Regions from separate parts of the Mus musculus genome. Here region 1 is linked to region 2. A link is a contact called in public Hi-C data. All regions are on one chromosome and are shown on one strand. The core of a region is the stretch at or near the end of the contact, and the rest is flanking DNA. Distances in the headings are between cores, read along the strand shown.

What was found. Hi-C and Micro-C count contacts between places; a contact is called where the count stands out from the background.
Region 1: a Hi-C map of myocytes shows a contact between it and region 2, with 2.5 times the contacts expected there. The contact joins two enhancer-like sites. A contact is called at or near these places in 1 of 39 promoter capture datasets (embryonic stem cells), 4 of 15 datasets of contacts at CTCF or cohesin (the NIH/3T3 cell line, embryonic stem cells and stem cell-derived epiblast-like cells), 149 of 484 Hi-C or Micro-C datasets (the AML12 cell line, the AtT-20 cell line, B cells and 70 more), 22 of 115 datasets of contacts at active chromatin or transcription factors (the NIH/3T3 cell line, astrocytes, cardiomyocytes and 12 more) and 1 of 9 other capture datasets (embryonic tail).

Annotation. Positions count from the first base shown.
Region 1 is chr17:14,503,797-14,511,712 of GRCm38.p6, reverse strand. The region is part of intron 2 of Gm34916 (a long non-coding RNA gene); the gene reads left to right. Among named protein-coding and RNA genes, the nearest start is that of Gm34916, 15 kb to the left of the region's middle. Within about 2 kb of position 6,037, at least 8 of the 459 cell types and tissues checked have an H3K27ac peak or open chromatin away from gene starts, as enhancers often do. A contact at or near this core is called in myocytes, where this site is marked.
Region 2 is chr17:14,236,496-14,244,245 of GRCm38.p6, reverse strand. It overlaps Gm41531 (a long non-coding RNA gene), which reads right to left. Exons shown (of 2, transcript XR_876621.1): 2 at 4,766-6,138. Among named protein-coding and RNA genes, the nearest start is that of Gm34567, 9.3 kb to the left of the region's middle. Within about 2 kb of position 4,080, at least 8 of the 459 cell types and tissues checked have an H3K27ac peak or open chromatin away from gene starts, as enhancers often do. A contact at or near this core is called in myocytes, where this site is marked.

The sequences.
Region 1 (7,916 bases), core at 4,788-7,287, 270 kb before region 2:
TATTTAGAAGCGGCTTGAAATGGTCTTTTTCAAATTGCTCGGATCAGCTCAGGGACGTTGGAAACTTCTGAAACGGTTATTGGATTTCATAATGGCTCCCATCTTGAATACCCTTCGGCTTGTGCTTGTTTATAAGTGTTCGTAGAGATGCGTGCATAACAGAGTATGTAACACCTTATTTTCATCTTTTTAAAGTTAATGTTGTACGCTGAGAAACCAGTACTGGTTGGATTGTTTCCAATGGTTCGTTTAGGAATGAGCCTTACTGGAACCGAGAGAAACACAAATCCTCACCTATGAGTGAGAGTCAAGCAAGGTTGGGAGAGGGGCGTGCAAAAGGCTGGTCTAGCTCTTTCCCTTACACGTACCATATTCTCTGTTAGCTCCTCTTGGTGTTTAAGAAAAAGAAAAATCAAATGGGGTCTCATTCTCTAGAGACAGGTTCAGGCTTCTCCAACCCTGGCAGTGCCTAAGCACCTTATTGGCCTATCTGTCTGTCTTTCTGTCTGTCTGTGAAACCTTCTTGACAATACTAGAAGGTGTCGACTTTAGCTCTAAACAGAACACAAGCCTCTGATCTTTACACTGCTTTAGGTAGCATGAGTTTGCTGCACGGGAACCCTGCAGAACAATCCTTGATGATATGCAAAGTCACTTCTCGCCACACACTGGAGGTGGACTCCATTGTAACAATGTGGTTCCCGTGCTACACTGCAGTACAGAGCAGGCTTATAATCCACCCAGAGACCGAGTGCTGACATCTCTGATTCCACAGCAAGTCTGGCTTGGGGGTTGCTGCACTTGATAGTTCTTGCTCTGAGTTCTTTCCTCTCCTGGAGCCAGTCCTGAACTGGGCATCCAGCTCATGTCTTAGTCTGACCCATGGAAGAGCCTTGAGTGATTACAGTTTATAGGACCAACATATTCCATAGAATGTGGCAAGCGTCTTGTAATAAGAGAGGGTGTTCAGAGCCGGGCCATTCCACAGCTGGTGGGGCACATTCTTTGGCCCGCTGCCAACAGCTCCATCTACCACCTGCCTTTGAAGGTCTCCACTTTCAGACGGGATGCACCTGGAGGGGTCAGTACCTATGACTTCATTGATTGTATCAGGTCTGCAAGCCCGTGCATAAACACCATCTGGCACTCAGCGGTTCTGCAGAATGCTACAGAGTAGAGCAAGGCCCTCCACATCCCAAGCACTAAGCAGACCTGGGGGTTGGGACCCAAAGAGCCTGAAAGGTAGTGATTCAAACATACAATTTGTTCTCTTCCAGCCCCGTGCAGACGATTCATTTCCAAAGTTCTCAGAATCACGCGTGTGGTTGTTCAGGGCATAGGTCCGGTTTCTATATGTTGCCTCTTCATGTTTTCTTCTGAGATGGGGGTCTCATCATATGGTTCAGGCCAATCCTAAAATTCCTAAACTCCCAAATGCTAAGAAGCAAACCACTGTCTTTGGAAGAATATCCCCTTCTTTTTATTCAGCATTTTCAACCTGATATGATTTTCTTTCCCGGACGTTTAGAAAACAGTAGAAACCTTGCAGAAAACTGTTCCCCTCTCTCCCTTGCTTCAGTGATCCTTAGCTCTCATCACCCTTGTTGACTTTGTTTGGAGTTTGTGTGTTCATTCCAATTACTTTTAATTCATTTTTAGCACAGTCTCTATCTCCTCCATTGCTTCACGTGTTATCTGAATGTATCTTTATAACCCCATCTGAAAGTGGATTTCATGTAGAAAACAGATAATTGGGTCTTTATCATGGTTATTTGTTCTGACAATGTTTGCCATTAATATTTGGACCATTCTTGCTTACCTAGGATAGCAGATTGTGATCAGCATCTGATGTGTCTTTCACTGAATCGCTGCCTCTCTCCCTCCCTCCCTTCCTCCCCTTTCTTCCTCCTTCACTCTAGTCTAAACCTCAGGGCCGACCCCACCCCCTATTGCATGTGAACGATCATCTGCAAGTTATTAAGATCTTCGAACCCATCTTCCATGGCAGACGATGGGCTCTGAGGAATCCTTAGATTGGCTCATTGCTGTAGGCAATGGAATCTTTAGTGCTCAAGCATCAATCAAAAGTGAATCTAAACAGAAGATTTCTTTAGACACACACTATACTCATCTCTACCCCCGTGTCCCTCTGGTCCCATGCCTTGAGCCCCCATACACATTGCACCACCCACATGTGTGGGTTTGCCCACCATTCCTTTAGCTCCACTCTGGGAAGAGGTGGCCACAGCTTCTTGGCACAGGCTGAGGGACCCTTGTGCGAGGCGTAAGTGGGAAGTAGAAACAGCTATATCAAACCACACACACCTCTAGTCTAGGACTCAACTCAGCATGCCACCGTGCTGGGGATGCAGCAGATAACTTCAAGCAAGGGCTACAGGCAGGAACCCTGCAGCCTAGAGAGAACTGACTTTATCTTCTTTGTCTCTATTGAAATTTTCAGAAAAAAATTTGAACAGATTGTAATTCAAGCCCCTTTATTTACTACAAAAAAGCCAAAGCTATTGAGCATAAAGTAAGAAGCTATAGGTAAATAGATCTCTCTAGCCTTTTGACTCAGTACTCACAAGACATTTTACTTTATTTTATTTATTTATTAGATTTAACTTACTAATCTCACCCATAATTTAATCTTCACTTGAATCATAACATTTTTAGAATTGAAGCAAGAAGCAAATTTTTCATCAAATTCCTTCATTTCTCAAGTAGGAAAATGGAGGCTTAGTACATTCAAAAGGCTTGCCAGAGAGAAGGTGACTTGATAAATGATCAAGTGAAACCCCGGTGTACTGTACACTCTCCTCTGACCAGGCTGCACACGTCATTCTTAGATCAGACAATGAACTCACTCACAAAGCAACAACACACAACTCAAAGGACAGATGACCTATGCCCAGCCAGCAGGCAGTGTGCACTAGAGCAGTCCTGGAGGAGCTGTGAACTTGCAAGGGAAGGCTGCAACCAATACATCACATGTGACTTCAGTGTGGTGTTTCTTGGGACCTGAGAGATCTCCACTGAGGGGTATAGACATAAGTACATCAATTTGTAATTTACCACATGCCTATGCTTTAGTAAAAGATGATTAAAATTGTAAAATATCTTTTAAACTAAATACATTATAAAATATAGTCAATTCTTAAATTACCCAAGGAATGAACTCCTAAATGCTTATCTAAAAAGTCCTCGCTCACTTTGCTTAACGGAGTCCTGCTTCTTCCCTCAGAGCCCAGTGCTAGTCAGGGAGACATTGAACCTTCAGTTTCAAAATGAAACCACATTTACATTATACATGCTTGCACTGTGGAAACCAGAAAGCTATAGCTAATCTTTAGCCACTTTGTGAAATTCAGACTGTTTGCCAGACACAGCTGTGAGCATAGAGCAGCTGGCGTGCTCCCCCAGCAAGCTCTAGGCCACCAGATTCCTCGTCCTACTCCACTATGTCATAGAAGCATCCACACTTTGGCCTTCCTTCTTCTTGAGCTTCATGTGGTCAGTGAGTTGTGTCTTGGATATTCCGAGCTTTTATTCCTAATATCCACTTATCAGTTGAGTACTCCCATGTGTGTTCCTTTGTGACTGGGTTACCTCACTCAGGATGATACTTTCTAGTTCCATTCATTTGCCGGTGAATTTTATGATGTCATTGTTTTTAATAGCCAAGTAGTACTCCATTGTGTAAATGTACCACATTTTCTATATCTATTATCTCTATTGAGGGATATCTGGGTTATTTCCACCTGCTGGTTATTATAAATAAGGCTGCTATGAACATAGGACGATGAGAGGGGAGGCCCTTGGTCCTGTGAAGGCTTGATGCCTCAATGTAAGGGATGCCAGAGCAAAGGGGCAGGAATGGGTGGGTGGGTAGGAGAGCACCCTCATAGAAGCTTGGGGGAGGGGTGGGGATTTGAGGAGGGGAAGCCCCGAAGGGGGGTAACATTTGAAATGTAAATAAATAAAATAATGAATAAAAATTAAAAAATAAAATAGCCAATAAAATACATATACATTTAAAAAAAATATGGGACATTCCATTCACTATTCCCAGCTCCTAGATGAAGCCCAGTATACAAGACACAACCCTCTCAAGGGTTATTGGATTTAAAAGTGATAGGTCATTTCCATGGTCTAATTTTCAATAGCTCCCAACAGTCTAAAATATACTAACATGCGAGTTTTTATCTACAACAAAGATTTTCTCTATATTGTAACTGGTGACTTTTGAGTACAGCAGTGACATGTGCTTCAAGACCACTGTCCTTCCAAGGTAGGGGGAGTGTACAGCAGAGAACAGGCATCCAGCCTTGCTGGATTGGAGACTAATGTGTTAATGACAGATGTGGGCAGCTGTAAGGAGAAAGGTTAGCCCAATGTAGGATTGGTGAGGCTGACACTGATGGAGAACGGAAAAGTTTCACTAAGTGTAATAGTTGTTTCAAGTTGGTCTCATAGGGTGGGGCCTAGCCTCTACTCTGCAGTCACCAGGGTTAAGGTTACCCATGTCATACTTCCAATCGTCAACACCCCTTACCAAGCTCAGAAAGGGGTGTCCTGGGAACAAAGTGACGAGAAGAAGGACGGGCAGAGAGCAAAAGAACCACAAGGCAGGGCCTCTGGAGTCTTGATTTATGCTGTTTTCCTGGGAGGCTCAGGCATAAAGCAGCACTAGCTCACCTATGCTAAGAAGCCCTGCATGTGAGGACTCAGAGAGATAGTTCAAGACCTGGGTGATTTCCACCTGTCAGCCTGGGAGACTTTGACAGTTTCTTCTGATTTGTGACCCTGCTCAGGCAGAGCACCATTAGGAACCAAAAGCCTCAAACTCAGCCAAAAGCCTGAGTTCTAAGCAGGAAGTTCACGCATCATACAAGCAGGGGCAAATGTTGGTGCCTCTGAGGCTCACCGTTGTGACATCATTACTGAGGATGCAAACATGTCTCACTGCACTGCTGGGTCCTTACAAATGGTTGTGCGTATGTGTTTACACGGACCCAGCAGTGTGTCCTTACAAATGGTCGTGTGTATGTGTTTACACAGAGACATTTAATTTGTGCATACTTATTTGTAGCTAGAGTTATAAAGCAACTTTATTTCACTAAGGACTGTTATTTTAAATATAGGCTGGGAGTACAGCTCACTGCTTTAGCAGCTTGCCTGGACCCTAGATTAGGTATCAGATATGATAAAATAAAAAGAGACAAACTAAAAAAAAAACATTTAAATAATAGCAGCAATAAAAAACAGATTAAAATAATGTGAAAGCCTGTTCATTTTTAGCATTCTTTTTCCTCCTATGGGTTTGCCAAGCCAGTGAGACATCCTGGGTAAACTCAGAGTGAGCTAAGTGTGAAAGTCTTAAGAGTACCACTGTTTAGAAGGTGGCCTGCTGGAATGGTTCCCTTACTTGCTTGCTTGCTTGCCTGCCTGCCTGCCTGCTTGCTTGTAATATTGTATTTGCCCATTATACTGTGCAAAAAATTTTATTCCCATGATGGGGAGGTGTGGGTCAACACTGGTAATGCCTAAGAAACCATGCATTTCCTCCCTACATTCCTTCAAGTAAAAACAAGCAAAATATGAAATTTGGTGTCTGAGCTTTTTAGGCAATTTAATTAGGATTCACCACTGATGCAAGTTAGAAACATGACAAATTAGGTAAGCCAGTCGGAAAACAGAAGTGACACTGTTTAAGCAGTCTCCATAATTCATTTACATTATCTTATAGATATACGCCATTACTATTCCTTTACCCGAAGTTTCAAAGGTAGAGGCAGAAGGAGCAAACATTCAAGGCCATCCTTGGTTAAATGGAAAGTCCCAGAGTCTAACCTGGGCTTTATCTTTAAAAAGAGACAGGAGGATATCTTAAAAAAAAAAAAAAGTCGCATAGATGACTTGTGATTTCTCAGTAAGGAGCCCAATAGCTGGGATTTGATAACGGTATGAGTCACAGTCCTATCTGAAATGAAGAGTCTTGGAAATTAGTCCCAAAGCCAGCTGTTCATTTTCCTGTGGCTAAGGATTGGAGTCTACAGCTGCTCCTCATCAAGTGTCCTGAGGTGGCTTCTACAGGCTGTGTTTCCCACATGAAGTGGACCTCAGAATCCTAAGGTCTTAACACTCTCTTTGGGAGCAGATGGTTTCTTGGAGCCTTTACAGGCAATGGAAATGGGATAGAGCAAAGGGCGTCCCACTTGCCCTGGAATGAGTCGCCTTAGTCAGCTCTCCCAGCAGGTTTCTATATCAGCCTTAAGCCACTGATAGGACTGTTTGCTACTGGACATTAATTAGCCCCAAGATGCTTATTTCCTGAGAAATGGGTAAGATGCAGACATTTTTTTTTCCACTTAGCTTAAATGTCACTTTAAATGTCATTTTTCATCCTTTAAAGAGCTCTCACAGTTATGCCCTGGGCCTACTTAGGACTTTCAAAGAGCCACCTCCTTCTTTGGTTACTGTACCATGGCCTCCCCTCAATAAAAGCTAAAAACTGAGGGACAACCAGGTTCTCTGGCTACTAGTTGCTTGATCCCAGTTGACTTATGGGTGGTTGCTTTGGAGTGTTTACTAACCTGGGCAGTCCCTATCCCCCATGAGCTGTGCTGTGAACAGCATCTTTGACGATGGCATATGGTTACTGTACAGGGTCATCAATCCACTTCTGTCAAAGGGGTGAATTTAGGAGGAATGACTCAAAGAGAAGGTTGGACACCTCTATAAATCTGAATGGTCTTTGCCTCCATGTCACACACACACACACACACACACACACACACACACACACAGAGAGAGAGAGAGAGAGAGAACAAACACAAACTCATACATACACACTCACAAGGACATGCACACACCAACCAGAAAGCATCCTAAGTCCTGGAGGAAATAAGAGCATAAAACCTGTGCTGCACACGGAGACTCTTCTTGGAGCCAAATCCTCTATGTTCTTCATCTCGCTGGTCTGCCAAACAACTTGTCCTTAATTCGTGAAGTGTCAACCACATCCACCACTTGATTCAGTGACACCAAGGTAAACTTGTATGTGCTGGTCATACTCCCCAGGATCTGATGTCCTCTGGCTATGAGTCACGAGATCCCAGAGAAGCAGGAGTTCTGAAGCCAGGCCCCTGTGCTCAGAGTTATAATGTTTGGGTATTTCAGGAGGTAAGCTCACATTTCCTGAGTATTTTTAGATGTGTAGGTTGACTTAAAATAGGTAGCAATGTACATTCAGTGTATTTTTAGGCAATTTTTTCTGAAGTGTGTGAAGACACACATGTGCACATAACACACACACACACACACACACACACACACACACACACACACACTCCATAACTAGGCCAAAGCAGAAGAGAAGTCATTTAACTTTTATAATTGGATGATACCAAGTGTCTACAAATCAAAATGGCATGTGCCAGCCTTATGGGAAGCGACAATATACACTGTCCCCTCACACGTGGTCTGAGAGAGAATGCTTTCAGTATTTCTTGTTCCTACCCCTCACTCCAAGCAGCAGAGGAGGAAGCTCCAGAGAGCATCTCTGTCAGGCCTGTCTGTAAACCCTGGGATGCTGGTCATGGAATCTTGACTTAATCCCACACAAGTGGTCCATCTTGGACTAAGGGGATTTGGAAAAATTAACATCCTTTTCCACTAAGTTAAATTTGAATGTAATGTAATTTGTGATCACCAAGGACTAAAACAAGACAGGAGTAATTAATTATGTTATATATGTGAAGAAAAGTTTGAGTGTGGTTATTTACAATGGTCTCAGGGTGTATTGAATGTGAAATGAAAGAGAGCTATGCAGGCCGACAGCTGGTTTAAATTAAATAAAGCCTGACTCAGAATATTAATTTCTAAATGCTGTATGCATGATTATGCATTGTACA
Region 2 (7,750 bases), core at 2,831-5,330:
GGATGGGCCTTAATCAGTGATCTGTTTCATTTCCTAGCAGTGAAGCAAACGCTTTTCCTAGGAGGTTCAACCAGGACCCTGAATGTTATGCCCTGCTCTTGATGGCCAGGGGACATCCAGGCCTGTCGGATAAAGCAGAATACAGATAGCCTCTATCTTTCCTCTCGAACATGAACACTCAGAATAAAATAAGGTCTCCAAACAGTCTCTTGGTGCCTTGGGGGCCACACTGGTCACATCTCCAAGGATGCAGCCATCCTTCCATACTGTCTCAGGGCACAGCCATCCTGGGATCTAGGTCCACTTGCTCTGTCTGCCACTGAGATTCCCCCCCCCCCCCCGCAACACACACACACCTGGTTCCTTGCTTCCTAGGCTCCTATGTAAGCCCCTTCATGCAATAGACAACTTCATGCAGTAGATGGGGTGTTGGGGACCTCTCCAAGGGGAGTTAAGGGAAAACCTTGTTCTCTTATGTGTGCTCCAGATTCAGAAATATATAAACTCATTCCTCGAATTGTCAGAGCCCACCCTGGCTGTGGCTACCTGGCCCTCAGGTTAGATCTGAAGCCAGCTCGCCCTCCACAGACACTGTTGTGAGTTCTTGACAGTGGCCTCAGTTATTTGAGTATTCGGGCTATTTTTCACATAACTCTGGTTTGATTAAAACCCAAATACATTTGGCCAACCACGTTTCCCTTTAATTTTTCAGCAGATATTTATTTTAAGGGAAATATAAGCCATGTATTACCAATTCCCCTTGTTGCGGCCTCCAAGCCAGCCGTTGGTGGTTGGGGGCCCCTGCCAGTGCCCTAGACTGTCCCTGAAAGTCCCGTTCAGGGGAGACAGCCACCCACTACACAGCCATGCACAGAACCCACAGTGAACGGCCTGTAGTCCTCTGATACGTGCTGGGTGCGGATGTGTGTCAGTTCTGAACAGGACTGAGATTTTGTTGTTGTAACTTATAACCCATGATTTGTGAGTGGTTTTAGACTAGGAAAAACATGTTTTTGCTGCTCTGACTGACGGAGATCTCAAGTCTGAGGGAACGATCTGACATTCCCAGACCCGGTCATCTACAGAAAACTTTCCAGGACCCCATTCTCTTTCTGTCCTGAGCTACTGGCTGATCTACTGACGAGAGGGAGAATGGGAGGCGAACATGTCATTGAAAATGTTCGATCCTCTTTATGCATCTCTGGGGAATGGTGCAGCCAATGTGGAAATCAGTGGAGGGGGCTCTTACAAAAACTAAAAATAGAACTTTCCAGATTAGCCTGTTATACCCCTCCTTAGTAAGACCCAATGCCGACGTGTCTTAGAGATACTTGCAAATATTCATGTGTTCACTGCAGCACTGCTCATGCTGGCCAAGTTTATTATGGTCAACCTAGATGCCCATGACAGATGTGGGCGAGATGTACCACAGATGTGGGCGAGATGTACCACAGATGCACAATAGGGTTTTATTTAGCCATAAAGAAAGAAGTATTTGTGGGAAAATGGGTGCGACTGGCGATCACTGTACCAAAGAAAATGAGTCAGATTCGGAAAGATACATATCATATCTTTCTTTTCTCGTCTGTGAGTAATAGGATTTATACAGACACACAGAATCACACATACATGTAGAACATGGGAATAAAAATAATGCTAGGGTGACAAAGGGGATGGCAGGAGAAGAAGGGGGAGGAGGAGAGATGCTTGACATATCTGAAATATTATTGAGAAGGACTTTGTATAACACATCGGCATGTATTCATGTATAGTGAATTTTAAATAATAGTTTAAAATTTTTTCAAGCCAGGCATGGTGGCGCACACAATTTAATCCCAGCACTCAGGAGTCAGAGGCACTCAGATCTCTGAGATTGAGGCCAGCCTGGTCTACAGAGTGAGTTCCAGGACAGCCAGGGCTATACAGAGAAACTGCCATGAAAAAAAAAAAATGAAGCTCACAGAAATTTCCTTTCTAAGCCAACCACGACAGCAACATCATTTCCTCAAAAGGAAAACACAAAGCTCTCTTTAATCAGCTTGCCATTACTCATTACTGTAACAAAAAACCTGAGACAATTAGCTTGTGAAGAGAAAGGTTTACTGTGTCTCGTGGTTTTAATAGTTCCAGCCCACGCTTGGATGGACTCAGCTTTTGGGGCATTTCGGGTACTGATAGGGAAAATGAGACAGAAGAAACTTCACATCCAGGAGGCCAACAGAGAGGAGGAAAATCCCAGAGACCCGTGGGATTTTCTCCGCAGGCCATGCCCTCGGCATCTAAGGGCCAGTTAGTCTATCTCTATCTTCTTCTACTTCCCAGTGGCACTGCCGTGAGGAGCCTTTGACACGCACCCAATGGGGGATACCAGACACCTAAATACAGCATTTTATTGCTATCCCCAAAGGCTCATGTCCATCTCACAGTGCAAAAGACCCTCAGTCCATCCCAGGATTATCCAAGTCTCACCTGTTCAGTGTCACCCCAAGGGACACGTCTGAAGACTCCCTTGAGATTCCAGACAAACTTGACCAGGAGCCCCTGTAACAAACCTTCGACACCCAGATTCATACTCTAAAAATGAAGAATAGAGAGAAGCAGAGAGGAGGTACCAGGCCAAGACTGAAACTCAGCAAGGAAAACATAACTTGAAGTCATAGTCTCCATGGCAACTTCTAAGGATCATGATCATGGGCCATGAACTCTGAGGAACTCCACCCTTACAACATGGCTGGTTGCAACACACATGACTGCTCTCCCAGGCAGGCTTCCCACGCTATCGATAGTTTTCCAAACACATGCTTCATATTCCTGGGTCTCCACTGTCCTATTGATGACTGCACGGATCATCTCTGATCCTGCCACACACTGCCCTGGCATCGAGAGCATTTCCTTGAAATCCCACTGGAAGCCTCTGACAGCATAACAACTCGTACCCTCTGCCCATCTGCAGAACCAGTATGGTGGAGACGATTGTGAGGTGTGCTTGAACCAACAGGTATGCTTGAGCCATATTTATGGTACCCTTGGGACATTTCACGGGCTGAGCAGAAGGAAGTGGATCTGAATCCAAGGACAGTTCTGGGCATGCAGAACACTCCAGGGCTCTTTGGGTTGGGGGTGGGGGAATCTGCCCTGGAAAAATCTCTGAAACACATTTGCATTTCTACACTTCTGAGCCTCTGGTAAAGGCCTGGAGCACTTGGGTGCTTTATGTTGAACTGTTGACTGTACCTGCCCTGGATAGAACAAAAATAGACACTTCTTTCTTGGCCGTGCCACAGGTTTTCCAGATCCTGCTATTCTGCTCCCCCTTTGATGCTGATCCTCACTTATAAAGTTGGCTAAAGAAGAGTTACACTCACTCATCTGTCTGGACACTGTGCTGCCTTCGAATTCTCTCCACCAGAGGAGTTGTCTGTCACCTTTTAAGCTCAGTCTTAACAAGTCCCAGGACACGGACAAAATGCAATCATTTTTTTATGTTGTAGTACAAATACGGATAGCCTCTTTATAGTTCCCAGGAGACTGTTCTGTTCATGTTCATCTGAAACCTCATCAAGATGGCCTCTACTGTCTACATTTTCTTCTACATTCTGTTCTGAGCTTGCGCAGAATTGCCAATACAGTCTCCTCAATGTGCTCCAGGTTTTTCTGGCTGCTCCTTTGAGGCCCTCCAAGCTCCCCCTATAAAGCAAAGCCTCCTCCATCTTGCCAATATAGCTGTACCAATGATCTCACTCCTGACACCGATTCTTTATATTAATCAGATAGACCAAGATACCTAAAATAATGAACTTATGAAAATGTTTATTTTCAATGATGGTTTGAAAGGTCTAGTCCAAAATTGGGAATACCCACCCTTTAATGAGCCAGAAAACAACAGAGAGAGGGGGGAGAGAGAAGAGAGTCAGGGAAGAGAGAGAGAGAGAGAGATCAGAGCCTCATAGTCCCTTAAAGACAGGGAAAAGCTAAAGACCCGTTATGTCTTTTGTAGGTGCTATTACAAGCACATGACAGTGACAGCTGGGCAGTCGTCATGCCAGGCGTCCATGAAGACTCCCAGCGAGTCAGCCCGGTGTGGGCTCACTTGTGTCCCACAGCCCTACCGTTTACAAGAGCTTGGCTGGTATAACTGTGACCACAGTGTGACTCATTGCTCCTTTATTGGCTCCTGTTTTATTTCAACAGCCGTCACTCATGGTCGTCTTCCGTGCCCACAGCCAACCCTCTATAAGTAGGAAATGTGCTAAGTGAGGATCCTCAGGCTCCATCCCAGGTACGGGCTCTGCGGCAGTGACACCCAGAACTCTCTGTTTACTCAGCCTTAACACAGTGAGGTCAGGTGCGGCACTGCTGAAGTTTCAGAGTTTAGAACAAATGAACGCAAGTGGGTTTGGATAAGCCAGGATCCATATAGCCTCAGTATATACCCTACAGAAAACCTCCAGACAGTGGGACCAATAGAGAAAGCTGCATATGTAACCCCTGAGGAGTCTCACCCTGACACCTGAAGGCTGTTGACATGGTTTACAGCAAAAGGGACTTTACAGATGAGCCCTGGTCAGAAGCCTTGGGGTTGGAGGTTGGGAGGAGGTATGGCCCTAGATTGCCTAGTGAGCCCTGGACATAGTCACAAGTATCCTTGGGAGAAAGAGGAAGAGAGTCTCTTATATGACTTTCTCTGGAGAGAAATAAACACATATCTGTTCTCCCTAGATAGTGTACTAATGATGGCAGATCTTAAGAACCATGATTCCCAATCTAACATGGTGAACCAGAGTTTATTCTGGGTACTCTCAGGACCATGGGTGACTCCAAGACAGGGAGCATCATAAGAGAGTCTCACCTGGCCTGGGTAAAACTCACAGGGTTGGCATCCCTGGAGCTCCCTGCCCAATGCAACTACCACAGTCCTCTCTCCAGCCATTGTTAAATGGCTTTGTGTGGTTGGGAGAGGGGGTGTTCCTCAGCGCCATAAATACCTCCCTCTAGAAGGAAATGACTACCTGACCATCTGTTCAATGCAAAGAGCTGATACATTCCATGAGCAGAAGCTACACCGGGTGACACATTTAGAAGGTAGAGAGGTACACATGCCTCTAGAAACTGGAAAGGGCCAGGAAAGGTACAGTGCCTGGGACCTGAAGAATGGACCAGCCCTGCCCACACTTTCCCCTTTCCAGTGAGTCTGACTTCAGGTTTCTGACCTCAGGAACTCTGGGACAGCAGGTCTATCCTGCTTTCAAATCACCAAGTGAGTGGACTTGCCGTGGCAGCAATAGGAAGCTCAGAGTTCCCGTGCCAGGTCCAGGGACAGGAGGACTGACCACATCCATATCCACTGGTTCCTGCAGTTCGCTGGGTCTTGCCCGCCATCATTTCCTGATGGGACATAGTGTGGCACAGGATGGGCAAAATCCAGCAGAAGAGAGGGACATCTCTTGGTCTTTTCGAAGAGTAAAAACTCTCGCTTAGAAATGGCAGCAATCCTCCTTTGAACCAGTCAAAACAGACCAGCTTCCCACAGATGCCATTTGGTCCTGAGACACCGGCGCATGCTGATTTCTGCTGAGAAGAGTTCAGGTGTGAAGGGTGTGAGGCAAGCATGGGTGTAGTTGCTGGGCCGATTCATCTCCACAGCTGCAGGAGAGCAGTCTATACCCCATATAAATGTTTCATGGCCAAGAGGACAGGGACCTAAAGGTCTCACATGGCGCCCGCCACATACTGACCTGTCGGGCATCTCCCCCTCTCATTCAAGAATCAGAAGCAATCGACAGAAGCTGGCAACAGAACGAAGGGGCTTTGCGACAAACCATGAATCTTACCAGAAACTGGGGGGACCAGGGACTGTGGTCTCTAGCCAGAGGAGAACAGGAACATCTAACAGGAGTTCAAAAGGCTCCCCACGATGTCACAGGCAGAAGGGGCTTGCATGTAACAGCAGTGTGGCCCATGTCAGTTGTATCTTTCGATGATGGAGCCACTGCAGAGGCCAGTCAACATCAGGACCATCCAGTCAGCATCATTGTCACAGCTGCATGGTCTGCGGCAGAGTTCTCAGGACAAAAGTCAGAGGGATAGAGAGACTTCCCTGTCCCCCAGCTGACCAGGAGCTGTGAGCAACTCAGAGCACTGTCAAGTGGAAAAACAAACACTACACTAAAAAACTCTCCACTCCCCTGCTTAAATGTGAAGAAGTTTGGTGGAGAGAACAGAAAATATACCCCCCCAAACATCAGAGTGTTTGTGCAGATATAGACATGACACTCCCACCCTCACCCCCAACTCTGTTCTGCTTGTGTGGCACCTGGTTATTCCTGCAAACTTCTGGGGACAGCATCTTCTCTGAATGCTGCAGGGAGAGACTATTAAAAAACGGCACTGTGTCTTCCATCCTGGTCATAGGTGGGGCCCGCTGGGGTCTGAAGAAGCCAAGGGTCTTTGTTCAAAATTTAATCCCGTGCCTAGAGGTTTGAGGATGCCAATTGTTTGAGAGTTTTCTTTGGGGATGAAATACATACTTTACTAAGTCAACAGATTACTAAGCATCTGGTGGTATGAAAACACAGAACCAAACCAAACCAAACCCCAAGAGATGCCTTTATTTAAAAAACGCCTCTAACCATGTGCACATGTGGCTGGGCCACCTCTGTGGTACCAATCTTTTAAGTCCTGAAAGCAGAAAGATTATAAATGTCAGGTTTTATGAGGCCATGGAGAAAAAAGGATGTATTGGCTCAGATATTCTAAACCATTGAATGTATGGACTCCATTACACGGAGCAGTGTAAGACCTGTCCAAACAGCCGTGTGCAGTGGACGTTTAAAGGCACAGAGAAGCATTCCTGATGTCAATTCCATACTGACACTTCCAGGACGAATGGGCCCAGAGGCCGGATCTGGTTTCCAGCTTCAGGTGACTCATTCTCAGCCCCAAAGACCTTGTTCAGAGCTATGCCACCTCGGAGAGGAGCCAATTCCATGTGAGAGAGAGAGGCTGAGGAGGAAACAAGAAGCCCCTGGATTACCAGTGTGTCATCATGACACTGGTCCCAAAGGGATCCTCCTGTCCCCAGTGCAAAACTCCTCACCTCAGAGCAACCCCTCACCCCAGAGAGACATGGGAGACACATTGTTCTTGCTCACCTATAAGCCTATCTGCTGCTCATGACTGTCCATGGAGACCCTCCAGGACTGACAGCCAATGGTCTTCAACTTTATCATACACAGACACGTAGTGAATGTTGGAACATGGCTTTCTTATAGGGGGATTTCTGTGGAGAGTGTAGTATGATACCTGTCTTATAGATAAGTTTGGCATGGAGTATCAACATTCTCAAAGCTAAGTAGAGACAGAATGAAGCTCAAGTTCCCCTACCTCCATCTGGTCCCACAGCCAAGTACTGTGTCCTGGCCCAAGAAGTGATACTTGATAGTCACAGTGATAACACACATGCAAAAAGTAAGTCTGGAGTGTGCCTCACCCAATCCCACTAAGACTCTGGGAGTTGTGGTAGCTTAAGGCCCAACCTGAGGTTCTACATCAGATCTTGCGACTTCTGGAATGGAACATCAGAGAATGGCAACCATCCTGTGCTCATGATTTCCTGGGACCTAGAACCATTTCTGCAAATACTGTTCTTTGAAACTCCAGTAGCCTGGGCAGTCGGGGCAAGGATAGGCACTTCCTTAGCATCATCGGTACATGCTGAAGCCCTTCCTCAGATGATAGGACTAGGCATCTA